Linked DNA regions of Sus scrofa: region 2 is linked to region 1. A link is a contact called in public promoter capture Hi-C data. All regions are on one chromosome and are shown on one strand. The core of a region is the stretch at or near the end of the contact, and the rest is flanking DNA. Distances in the headings are between cores, read along the strand shown. Region 1 holds the start of LOC102164731 (endogenous retrovirus group V member 1 Env polyprotein-like). Region 2 holds the start of NUDT5 (ADP-sugar pyrophosphatase).

Region 1 (6,339 bases), core at 2,195-4,694:
AATATTTTTCTGGGCTGAAGTCTCGAGTGGTCGGGCCTTGGCGTCTATGATTTCCTTTCAGCTAACTAGAGCATCCTGCCATTCCGGTTCTCATCTCCATGAAGCGCCTACTGTCAGTGAACCATTTGGCCTCGGGGTTGCCAAGGGGTTCATCTAGAAGATCGGATCTAAGTCTGTTCTGTTGTCTCTGTACAATGATGCAATAATCTCCACTGTCAGTAGCTGGGAGAAGAGTTGCTGGGTTTAAGGCTTGGCTCACCTTTAAACTAATATTGAGGGTATCCAATAGGAGAGCCTGAAACTTTGCTAACCCTCCTCCGAGGAACCAATGGTGTCCTTTGGCTTCTCACACAGTCTGGACCTGATGAAGCGTTAATACATCTAGGGGTTGTCTCAACGTAAACTCAGAAGCCTCACTGGCCAGTAGGGCCATGGCTGCTACCACCTGTGGGCAGCTGGGCCACCCCAGGGCCAGTTGTTTTGAAATGTAAGCCACTGGCCTTTGATTTGGTCCCACCTTTTTATTTTTTTGGCCACACCTACAGCATATGGAAGCTCCAGTGCCAGGGATCAAATCTGAGCCGCAACTGGGACCCATGCCATAGCTGTGGCAACGGCAGATCTTAACCCCCCATGCCACATCAGCAACTCCTGATTCCATCTTTTGGGTCAGGACTCCCAGTGCCCACATTAACCTCCCATGGGCGGGGGTGAAGGGTTTGTTTAAATTTGGAAGCCCTGGAGTTCCCGCTATGGCACAACAGGATTGGCGGTGTCTTGGAAGCGCTGGGATGCAGGTTGGATCCCCGGCCTGGCACAGTGGGTTAAGGATCTGGTGTTGCCACAGCTGCAGCTCAGATCTGATCTCCGGCCCGGAACTCCATATGCTGCAGGAGTGGAAAAAAAAAAAAAAAAATTGGAAGCCCTAGTGCTGTGCCCTATTCAAATCAGTCTTCAGAGGCTCCAAGGCCCACTGCTGGTCCCTACTCCATTGGAAGGGCTCCCTTTCTTCTCCCTTTAGAGCTTCAACTAGGGGTTTGATTGTAAGGCCATAATTTGGGAGCCAGATATGGCAAAACCCAGCCATTCTGAGAAAGCCTCAAGTTGTCTTTTTGTGGTTGGGGATGGTATTAACTGATGTTTTCTTTCTTTCTTTTTTTGTCTTTTTAGGGCCACACCTGCTGTATATGGAGGTTCCCAGGCTAGGGGTCAAATCAGAGCTACAGCTGCCGGCCTGCACCACAGCTCATGGCAATGCTGAGTGAGGCCAGGGATCAAACTCACAACCTCATGGTTCCTAGTCGGATTCGTTTCTGCTGCGCCACAACAGGAACTCCTAATTGCTGTTTTCTGATCTATGGCCAGGCCTCACGCAACGGGGCTCAACAAATCCTAAATACTGAACCTGCTGCTGTGAAATCTGAGTCTTTGTTGCGAAGACTTTATAAATTTAGGGCCTTAACAGCATTCTGATCTGAATCTTGCTTTGTCTCACTACTTATTAATAGGTCACCAACATACGTTAACCAAGTTTCATTTTTCAGCCTCAGTTCCTTCAGTTCTTTTGCTAACACAATTCCAAAGACATGGGGACCGTCCCCAGAGCCCCATGGAAGCACTGCCCAAGTCTACCTGAGCAGCCTCCAGAGTGACCAGATCCTTCCATTCAAAGGCAAGAAGGTACTGAGCGTCCGATGCAGGGGGAAATGGGGGTATGGGAAAATGCACCCTTGAAGTCCGACACAGAGAAATGTTGAGTGCCCCCTGGCATCTGGGTGAGTAGGGTGGGGTTGGCACCATTGGGTGAATGGAGATGCCTTCCATACTCACTGTTCCTATGTCTCACACCAAATGGTGTGCTCATTAGGCTTTTGGTCAGGGAGAATCTGAGCGTTATAAAAGGACTGGCAGGCCAAATGGGCCGGTGTTTTAGGAATTTGGTGAGCAGTGTTTGGATGCCCCCTCTCAAGGCCTCAGGCTTTAAAGGCTATTGCCTCTGGATTCCAGGCTATTTCCCTCCAGGCTTTAACTTTTATCTCCACTGGGGCCACAGGCTTCGCCTTTCCTGGTACTGATATATCCCAAACCACAGGACCCACTGGTTTCCTACTTTCTTGGGGGATATTTTCATGACCAATATCTGGGAACTACTAATAGATGCATCTTCTATTCTGATTTTCTGCCTTCTTGGAATCACTCTGTGCTAAAAATATACTAGCTCTCAGTTTACTTAACACATCTCTTCTGAGGAGGGGGACAGCCATGTCAGCATATACAAAAAAGGAACGAGTAAAGATTAGACCTGACCTCGCCAGTAAGGCAGGGGTGTAAATCGTCTTATCTTTGGCTGCTCATCAACCCCCATTACCCTACAGACATAGGTGGAGGGGGCCAGCAGGATCTCACAAGGACATTCCAACAAATGGCAATAATACAGTCCAGAGCATGGAGCTTTTTAAAAGATGGACTAATAAATGTATGAACATTACTAAGGGACGGAGAGGGAGCACAGGTTAAAAAAAAGGTTTACAGGAGCTCTCTTTGTGGCTCAGTGGTTAACGAATCTGACTAGTATCCATGAGGACCTGGGGCGGATCCCTCCCTCAGTGGGTTAAGGATCCCGCGCGCCCTAAGCTGTGGAGTACAGCTACAGATCGATTAGACCCCTAGCCTGGGAAACATCCATATGCTGCAGGTGCGGCCCTTAAAAAAAAAAAAAAAAAAAAGCAATGGAAAAAAAAAGGTTACACTCGTTCAGATTTCGACAAAATAATGTTTACATGGCCTTTAGCAAGATGTACACATATCGCTGATGCTCGAGCGCTGATGCTTGCCCTTACTTTTCTTCCCAGTTGGTACCTGCCTCCGTAAATAACACTTTGAGTTTCTGGATCTCAGTTTCCTCATATAGACCATGGGTTGCGCCTGGTTTCTCCGTACAGAGCATTCTGTCCCCGCGTCTCCCCTCAGGACGCCTTCCCTGCCACTTGGAATGGGGAGAAGGGTTGTTCCTGCCGCCTTATTCTGCCCCCGGGACAGGCGAGGGTGCAGCGTTGCAGAGGAGGTGGCGGGGACTACCCCTCAAAGTCCCCATACGCACGGCCCGGGGCGTGGGCAGGTGACAGGAGAGCAGGCGCTACCTGGCGGACCCGACAGTAACCCGCGGGGAGCGCGGCGCCTCCCGGGCCCGAGGTGCATTCCGGGCGGACGGCCGGCGGCTCAGGACGGGGTAGAGCGCCTATCCTACCCAGTGCCTCTCGGCGCGCGAAAGAGAAGCGAAAAAAGCCCCGCCCCTCAGCCCGGAGCAGCCCCGCAGCCCCCGCCTCGCGGCTGGAGCGCCGCACGCACCTCTTGTCCCAGCGCGGGGTCCTCGCGACGCCGCCGCGCTGCCCGCGCCTGTGAGAAGCCACCCGCTCCTCCGCGGCGCATCCGCTTCCAGGGCAGCGGGCGGGGCGGGGCCGGGTGGGCGGGGCGCGGTCGAGCCGGGTGGGCGGGGCGCGGAGGGCGCGGAGGGCGGGGTCGGTAGGGCGGGCCCAGCGTCCCCGCAGCCGCCCACGCCCGGGCTCCCGGCCGCGCCTCCGTGTCGGCCGCGTCCTCGCCGCCCACGGCCGCCCGCGTTCCCGCCGCCGGCGTCCACTCCGCGTCCCGCGTCCACCCCGCGTCCCGAGCGGCCGCGCCCCTTGAACCGGAACCGCTTGCGGCCGCCGGCGGCGAGCCGGGCCGATCGGGAAGCGGAGGCGGCTGCGCGGCGCCCGCCATGGCGGCGGCGGGGTGAGCCGGGCCGGGCGGCCGCAGTCGCGCGGGCGCGGGCGCTCCTCCGCCGCGGACAGGCCGCCGGGCCGGGCGAGGGGAGCCGGGCCGCCCATGGCGAGGCCGCGCCGCCGCCGCCGCTGCTGACCCGGGGCCGCGCCGGGGCCCGGGCGCCCGCCATGGGGAACACCGCCTCGTGCTGCGTGTCGTCCAGCCCCAAGCTCCGCAGGAATGCCCACTCGCGGCTGGAGTCCTGCCGGCCCGACGCCGACCTGAGCCGCGAGGACACGGGCTGCAACCTGCAGCACATCAGCGATCGGGAGAACATCGACGGTAAGGCGGGCGGGAGGGCGGGGGTCTCTCGGATTCCTCCGGCGCCCCGCGCCGCCGGACCGCGCGCCCCACACCCCGCGCCCCGCCCGGCGGCCGTTGCTCTCGGCCGGTCCCCGCGAGCGGGCCGGGGTCTTCGCCCCGGAGGGCCGGCCGGGGCGGGGTCCAGGCCGGGCTCTGGACGTCTGTCCGGCAGAGCCAGCCGCCTGCCAAGTTGCGCGCCGAAGGGTGAGCCGCCCCGTCCTCCGAAAGGCGAAGGGGATGGGGACCCTGGCCACGGCCGAGGAATGAGTTCCCAGTTTGGAATCGCAGTCGCTACCTGCGGCCGGAGAACTGGGTGCCTGGGTCAGCTCTCCGGAAACTCGCAAATTGATCCCACTTGCTGGCCTCAGACCCCATTTCCATAAAAGCTAATCCCCCCAAAATACCAACAACAATAAGGAATTAAAAAAATTTTTTTTTTTGCGGGGGCGGGGCGCGGTGTGGGATTGCAGTCAAATAGCTTCACCTGAATGCTATTAAAATTTCTTTACGGGACCATCACAGCAGTTTGCTGACAGTTTTGGATTAAGTCGCTTCTTCTTTGCCTGGGGCTGAATTACAGAGTCTTGTGAATTTCTGATTGATTTGAATGACTTTTGGTTGGGACTAGGGTTTGTAAAGGACTGATCACTACACGTGGTAATGGTGGTTTATTTTATTGGTCTTAACAGTGCCTTTATTAGCACTATTTTGTCAATCAGCTACGTGGCTTAATATCTGTAGATGGGTAGTTTATGCGTCTTATAATTTATGTAATTTTCAACTTAAAAATTTTAAAATTGGAAATATATTTTTATGACAGCTTGACTTTTTTTTAAGCACGAAGTCTTTTCACAATTGGTGTGGTTGAAGTAATCTGGAAAATTTTCTTGTGTGAATGAATTGGCACAACTGTCATAATTCATTCTTGTTACTTTTAGGATGGCGCATTCCCTTTAGTTTGCAAAGCCAAATTTAAACTACCAAGGGAAGAATTTTCTCTTTGTTTGGTCTTATTTAATTTCTTCTAATTTCCTCTTTTTCGAACACAGCAGCTTTACTACATGGGTACCATATGTAGAAGAGGCTAATACAAGATCTGGTTTATAATGGGCACTTAGGAAATTAGGGTGCAGTATGACAGTCTAGTGGTGTTATTTTAGACTTTCATTGTATTAACCTGCTCTTTAGCTGTCTGTGAACCATTTAAAAGCATCTAGACCAATATTAAGGCCATTCTGTCTTGATCATTGCTCTGGCCCCAAGCACCTGAAAGAATTATCTTACATATTGTAAAGACCGCGTAAGTATTGTATTTTAAAGGAGTGAATGAAGGAATGACTTTGTTATAGAAAATCATTACCTAGTCCCGTAAAATGTTGAAACATTGGAAATAATTTCTCTTTTATGTTGTGCCCTAATTAATATTGGGTAGAGGCTTTGTCTTTAAAATAACGGATTAAAATAATACAGAAGGAAGACTCACGTTTCTTAGACCCGGGCTGCATACCATTCTTGTTACAGTAAGGAAACAAGAAAATGAAAGTAATTGCAAAGAGCTATTTGGTGATAAGGCTTAGAAGGATTTTGCCAGAAAAAAATAGAATAGTGTTGTGTGTTCTTTCACTTGAAAGAAATCTAGGTTTTGGTCATCATTTGTTTTTGAGAAAATATTTGAAGACCACCAACCCTTTGTTTTGGAGGTTCAGGATAGTTTGAAAGATGATTGAGCAGATGAAGAGGTTTTCTAAACTGGGCTGTAGTGTCTTCTCACACCTGAACCCAGCTGGTACGATGAGGCGAGTTTAAACCCAGAAATATGAATTGACTCTTTAAACAACGTTCTCTCCATCTCCTATTTACGTACCCAGCAGTTCTCAGCAGTTTCAATTAGATGAGAAATGGAGGAGAGTTCCCGTTCTGGCACAGCGGAAATGAATCCGACTAGTGACCATGGTTTTAGGTTCGATCCCTGGCTTTGCTCAGTTGGTTAAGATCCCGTGTTGCGTGAGCTGTGGTGTAGGTCGCAGATGCGGATTGGATTCTGTGTTGCTGTGGCTGTAGTGTAGGCTGGCTGCTGTAGCTCCAGTTTGACCCCTAGCCTGGGAACTTCCATATGCCTCGAGTGTGGCCCTAAAAAGAAAAAGAAAAGAAATGGAGGACCTTGGCGTTAGTATATATAAGGCTCTCCAGGTGATTCTACCATGCAGCAGGTTGTGACTTGCTGGCTGGATGAGT
Region 2 (6,344 bases), core at 3,164-5,663, 1.8 Mb after region 1:
CAGATGCCTAAAAGTAATGCTATTATTTTGATCCTGAAATACATATTTTTTAAAAAACTGAAAGCGATTACGGCTGGCTTTCAACCAAAACGTCACTGACTTTGAAGAGTATGGGTCAATGATTTATTGAATACATTTTTTGGAACATTATAGATGGTTTTATGCACAGAAAAGTGTATTCATGAGCTGCTCTGGCTTTAGAAATTAATATCTGATTTATCAAAGTTACAATTTCACATTCAAAAGCCTACTTCTTCAGGTTTCTAAGTTCAGTTACCAAATCTTATTCTTTTTTTTTTTTTGTCTTTTTGTCTTTTTGTTGTTGTTGTTGTTGCTATTTCTTGGGCCGCTCCCGCGGCACATGGAGGTTCCCAGGCCAGGGGTTGAATCGGAGCTGTAGCCACCGGCCTACGCCAGAGCCACAGCAACGCGGGATCCGAGCCGCGTCTGCAACCTACACCACAGCTCACGGCAACGCCGGATCGGATCGTTAACCCACTGAGCAAGGGCAGGGATCGAACCCGCAACCTCATGGTTCCTAGTCTGATTCGTTAACCACTGCGCCACGACGGGAACTCCCCAAATCTTATTCTATTTGTAAATCTGCTAGGTTTTAACAAATTTCAAGGGAGGCTTTAAAAAAATTTTTTTTATGATTAGGTACAGATGATTTACAATGTTGTATCAATTTCTGTACAGCCAAGTGACCCAGTTACACATACATATATATACTTTTTGTCATAGTATCTTCCATCATGTTCTATCACAAGAGATTGGATATAGTCCCCTGTGCTACACAGTAGGGCCTCATTGCTTATCCTTTCTAAATGGAATAATTTACATCTACTAACCCCAAACTCCCCGTCCATCCCACTCCTTCTCCCCTCCCCCCTGGCAACCACAAGTCTTTCTTTATGACTGTGCCTCTGTTTGTATTCTGTAGATAGCTTTGTTTGTGCCATATTTTAGATTTCACATATAATTGATATCACATGGTACTGTATCCTTACTTCAAGTGAGTCTTTGAAACCTAAAAGTTGCTTTAGATTTTTAAACTCTATTATAAAAATATTCAACATTCTTTCTAAGTGTGTCAATTTCCTAATCACAGATAAGCCTTTTCAAGAATTTAACGCTTAGGAAACCAGTGAATTAAACCCTGAGTATAGTGAATCTAAGATTCTTGTAAACATCTCAATGCTGCATAAACTGAAAAATTTTCTTATATATTTTAACACATCACAATTCTAAACCAATTATACAATTTAAATTGGAAACACCAGGCTAATCCAGGCTAATAGATACACTAATTGTCCTCGAACTGGTAACTTCTTAACGATATTAAATAAGCCTAACAGGGAGAAACACCTCAGGTTTGAATTATTTCATCACGTCTATATTTAATTCTAGTTCTTCCTGGGGTTAAGGACACTTATTACCCAACAACGTCATCCCAAGAGAATCAAAGATGACCTTCCCAAGAGCATGTGAAGTTTATCTTCTCAGGGCCCTGAGACAGAAATGCTGGTTCCTACACATTCAGGGTGACATTCCTGACCCCAGTGACAGCAGGGAGAGCCATCTGCTATGTCCATAACGTCAATGATTTCAGAGCCGGTGTCCCTTGTTTCTGAGTTACACCAATTCTCAAGTCGACTCTGCGTCTGGGCTTTCCCTCCAGGCTGCATCATCCCTCGACTGGAGTCAAAACATCTTTTTACCGTCTGATTTCATTCTGAATTCTCTGCGTATTCTTCCCATTTGGAGGGGCTACACCTCTTACAGGTTGGAGCTGACACCGAGTTAGTTTCTGCACAGCTCTTCTGAGTCCCACAGTCATGGTTCTAAAGCTGCCCTCATGACGTGACCATGCTTTACGTGACAGAAGTCTGGAGGATACCAAGCTGACTCTATCAAGAACTCAACCCCTATGAGCGGGAAAAGAAACTAAAGAAAAAGTCACCATACAATTTAAGTGCTGAGCCCAGTACAGATGTACCAAATGCTGCCGAAAGTGAGAAGGAAAAGAGATCGTGCCTGAGAGATTTAGGCCATCAACAAATCACAGCCAGGCATGCTTTGCCCGAAGCTAGGGAGGCTGCCAGCAAAGAGCCTCAATCCATCACTAAAACCCACTATGCAGGTGAGAATCCACGAGGCCCCATGGACAGATGGAAAAGATTTCAGGACAAATCATTTCTGAGGAAAGAAACACTTAGAAAGATAGATGAGATGGCTCAGTCATCTAGCTACTTACTCTTAAGCCTGAGTCCAAGTTCCAGAACTCAATGATTCTGTATTCCTATCTGCCGAATCATCTCTGAACCGTGATGGAGAAACACCAAAAAAACAAGGCTGAGTCAATAACCAGAATAGGGTCTCTCGGCATTAAAGCCGAGTGGCAATGACAAATCACACACCACCTCACCGAAAGGACCGCGGTCAAGGGTACGATATCCTGCCATATGTTGGGTCCCAGGGCTGTCACCACAGAACTAAACAGACTAGAGTTATACTTCAAAGGCTGAGTCAAGAACACTTTTAGGCAACACAGCTTAGTTGTGGGCTGGTAGGAAAGCCCCACCCTTGTTTTATCTTTCACTCCCAGCTTCATGTGAATGGTACACAATTTCAGTGACCTAAAATCACTTTGCTTCGGTGGAGCTTTGATTAAATCCAAAACATTAACCATAAGCACTGTTTTGTATGTTTACTATATGCCAGCAACTGTGGCAAAAGCATTTTTAATGCTTTATCTCATTTAACTCCTATGTCAATCCTATTATTGTCTCAATTTTCCAGATGGGGCTTAAGGAGATTAAGCAATTTGCTCAAGATGCTGGTGGAACCAAAATTCAAAGCCAGACAGATGGCCCTGACTCCAGAGTCCAATTCTTAACCATAATACTTTACTGCTGTAAACTCCACCAGGGGCGACCAAAGGTGTCTGCACCCACAGCAGACGGCAATTTCGCGTGAACTCAGTGTGAAAAGGTCTGACAGGTTCGCAAATATCCCTTCTGCCACACCAACACAAAATAAAGACTCAAGCATCACTCCAACCCGAAGCCTACTTCAATTATGCAAGATAAGGAAGGATTGGCACATCACAGAGGAAGGTAACTTCTGTGTTCGGAAGTAGCATCCGCTGCTGCTGTGGCAGCTCCTCCTTCTGTTCCTGTGTGGCTCCAATCATCTTCAAATGCAAAGCTTATCCTCCATGGAGCTGCTCTAACCTCCATCATACCCTGCATGACTGGAAGCAGATTCTATGTACAAATAACAGGATGGAAAAGCACCATCTTTTAAACAATTCTTATGCTCTCCCAAATTCTCAGGATCTCAAAAGTTTCCCTCTGTGTATTCACACTCTCTGCACTAAGAAGGAAAAGGAAGGGACGGGTAAAATCTAAATTAGTGGCAAGCTAGACCTAAAAGGAGAGTAGGCAAAATACAGAAAATCCTACCCACGGATATGCAGTTCTGTGATCTATCCGTCTAAGTGTGGGAAACCCTACCCTTGCATCCTGCTCCAGATGTTAGGGCTGCTTTTGGACATCTGGGGATACCCTCCCGCTGCCTTGCCTACATTACCTTGAATGACCGAGTGAAGGATGAGACAGTTAATCCTCCGCCCTGCAAACCGGGCATGGATACCTTGTGTGGGCCAAAGAACGAGAAAACAAATACTGTTCCACTCCTCTTCCAGATGGCTCCCATCCCTAAAGATACAGAGTATACCCTACTAAAGCTTCCCATATATACTATCATTTTGGGGCTTCATAATAGAATCGGAGGCTGGGTCTGTATCACTGTTCTCATTTCACGGGGCCCAAAAGCTATGAAGACCGCAGACGGGCTAGTCAGCGGCAAAGCCTAGACTACTTAGTTCGCAGATCACCTGCCTGCTCTAGCAATTCTAAAAGCAGCGATAATGAACTTCTGAGCCTAAACTAGCTTCACCCGCTCCTCAGCCCGCCTCTGACCTTCACGGAGCCACGACGTGCCCTTCCACCTTCCCAGAACACTCTCTGGCGCACAACTGGACGCACGGCAAGTACGGATCGATTTTATTCACCTCCCGACCCGAAAAGCCACTAGGAAATCGACATCTCGGCACTGGCGCTCCCATCCAGGCCTGCAGGTTTTGGTAGAGCTAGGATTCGCCTCAAACGTCGCAGTCCCCTTTCGCCCATCGCCTCGACGTAACCCTCCAGTCTCACCTCTTGATGGTAAGGCTTCGGAACAGTGGATACCACGCGGAGAACTGACAGTGCAGCACATGCTCCTTCTTCATTCTCCAGCCTCCGCCGCCGCCTCTCCCTCTCCTCCCAGAACCCTCCCGGAACCCTCGTCGCCTGTCCCGGAAGTGCCCGCCGAGCTGGTTTGGTCCAGGGACACTTCCGGTCTATTAGGCAAAGAGGAAGGAGCGAAAAGGAAGCGGAGAGAAAGCACCTTGGGGCGTCCTTTAAGTGTACACTCGTGCCCGCATAAACACGCGCGCGCGCGCGCACACATGCACACAGTTCTGGCCCCGGAAGAGGAATTCTGGAAGCGCCGAGACCGAGATTGTAAACAGTGGGCGGCTCCACTTCTCGTCCGGCCTCGCACTGCCCCGGAAGGTAATCATCTAAGGCTATAGGTCACCGGCGGGGGTGCTACGGGTGCCGCGAGGAACGAGCGCTCATCCTCTCTGCACCGCGAGACGCGGTTGTGGCTCCCCAGTAGCGCAGCATCTTCGGTGACGACTGCCTCGGACCCGTGCTTTCTGCGTTCCTCCCGGTTCCTAAAGGAGTACGCATCCCTTCGCCCCACGCCTGGGAGGAGGTAACTGGGCGCGAGCCCATCACGCGCAGTGTCTCTTTGGGGGGAAGGAGGGCGCACACCTGGAGCTTGCCTGCAGCCACGCGCGTCTCCCCGGCTGCGGACCCGGCTCGCGTCCCGCAAGGCGCGGAGGGAGAGCAGGTTAAGAGACAAACCAGGGGCTGGGCTGGGAGAGCTGGGCTACTCGGAGTACAGAAAACAGGATACATCACGGTGAAATGTTAGCTTGATTGCAGCGTTTGGGTATCTGCAAAGGGAGGGACGGCCCTCTTGGCCCTGGAGGGAAGGTTATGAGAGAGAGGAAAAAGATCTCGTCTTTACGGCTCTGGGGAGCTCGACTTTGGAGGTAGTGGAGGAGGTAAAAATTGGGAGCACAGAGGGGGAGAGGGGTGTCTCCTTTTGAGCGTTAAGTTCATTTATTCTAGCCTCGCAAAAGTAGCAGCGTGCAGAAACACGACCAGATTGTATCCGTATTCGTGCATGCTGGGTTCATAAGATTGTAAGAAATTCTAAGAGTTTTCCTCGTGGCTCAGTGGTTAACGAATCCGACTGGGAACCATGAGGCTGCGGTTCGATCCCTGGCCTCGCGCAGTGGGTTGGGGATCCGGCAGTTGCCTTGAGCTGTGGTGTAGGTCGCAGACGCGGCTCAAATCCCGCGTTGCTGTGGCTGTGGTGTAGGCCGGGAAGCTACAGCTCGGATTAGACCCCTAGCCTGGGAACCCCTCCGTATGTCGCGGGTGCGGCCCTAAAGGACGGGAAAAAAAAGGAAAAAGAATTCTAGTCGAATTTTTAATTTCATACGTTTCCCCCTCTTTTTCGGCCCTTATCACACTCTCGTCGGTTCTTCCTTACTCCTTTCATAATGGCGTATCCGATGGGGACGAGAAAGTAGGGTACTAAAAAAAGTCACATTTATTTCTGTAAATGAAGAGAGGAGAAATGACTAGATGTTGAAAAACGCCTTTTAAACCTAGTCTTGCTCCTTAGAGTTAGGCTGCTTTGGGCTTCTCCCAGGCACCTTTGCCTGCCGGAAGACGCACATTTTGGGTACGCACGTTCTTACTGGCCCATTCTAACCCGTTTTAAATTAGAAAGAGGTGAGAACCCCACTGTACTCAGGCCTCCTTAGAAAGGTATTCATTCGGATATCTGCAGGATCCCCTGCCCTTTAGGCATTAGAAATTACCCCACTCCTCCAAGAATATGCAGTTTCATGTTTTTTTGTTATGCTCAAAAAATGCTGCTAAGTGGATTCATTGAGAGCAATGCTTTGAAACATAACATTTTTCAAAGCAGAGGTAAATCAAGAAATGTTGCAATATATGTTGGGGGAGGGGCAGCGGTAGCGGGCCTAAGTACTTCTGAGATCCAGGATTATACAAACTTTTCTGTTTTCTGAAGACACCAAGAAGCAATATTCCCTGGATGCTGGGAGAATGGTGCGGGACTGCCAGCCCTAATTGAGGCTTCATGTTGGTGTGGTCACTCATGTGTGTTTGATTTGACCTAGAAATAAACAA

What was found. Promoter capture Hi-C pulls out the DNA fragments that hold promoters and counts their contacts.
Region 2: a promoter capture Hi-C map of liver shows a contact between it and region 1, with 10 times the contacts expected there. The contact joins the promoter of NUDT5 here to the promoter of LOC102164731 in region 1. A contact is called at or near these places in 2 of 5 promoter capture datasets (fetal liver and liver) and 1 of 2 datasets of contacts at active chromatin or transcription factors (skeletal muscle).

The regions. Positions count from the first base shown.
Region 1 is chr10:57,925,672-57,932,010 of Sscrofa11.1, forward strand. LOC102164731 (endogenous retrovirus group V member 1 Env polyprotein-like) reads right to left here and starts at 3,445. Exons shown (of 2, transcript XM_005668194.3): 1 at 3,349-3,445. It also overlaps a transcript of CCNY not described here.
Region 2 is chr10:59,761,031-59,767,374 of Sscrofa11.1, forward strand. It overlaps NUDT5 (ADP-sugar pyrophosphatase), which reads left to right and starts at 4,414. Exons shown (of 10, transcript XM_003482836.4): 1 at 4,414-4,827. CDC123 (cell division cycle 123) reads right to left here and starts at 4,591. Exons shown (of 13, transcript NM_001243823.1): 1 at 4,224-4,591. The coding sequence starts at 4,297.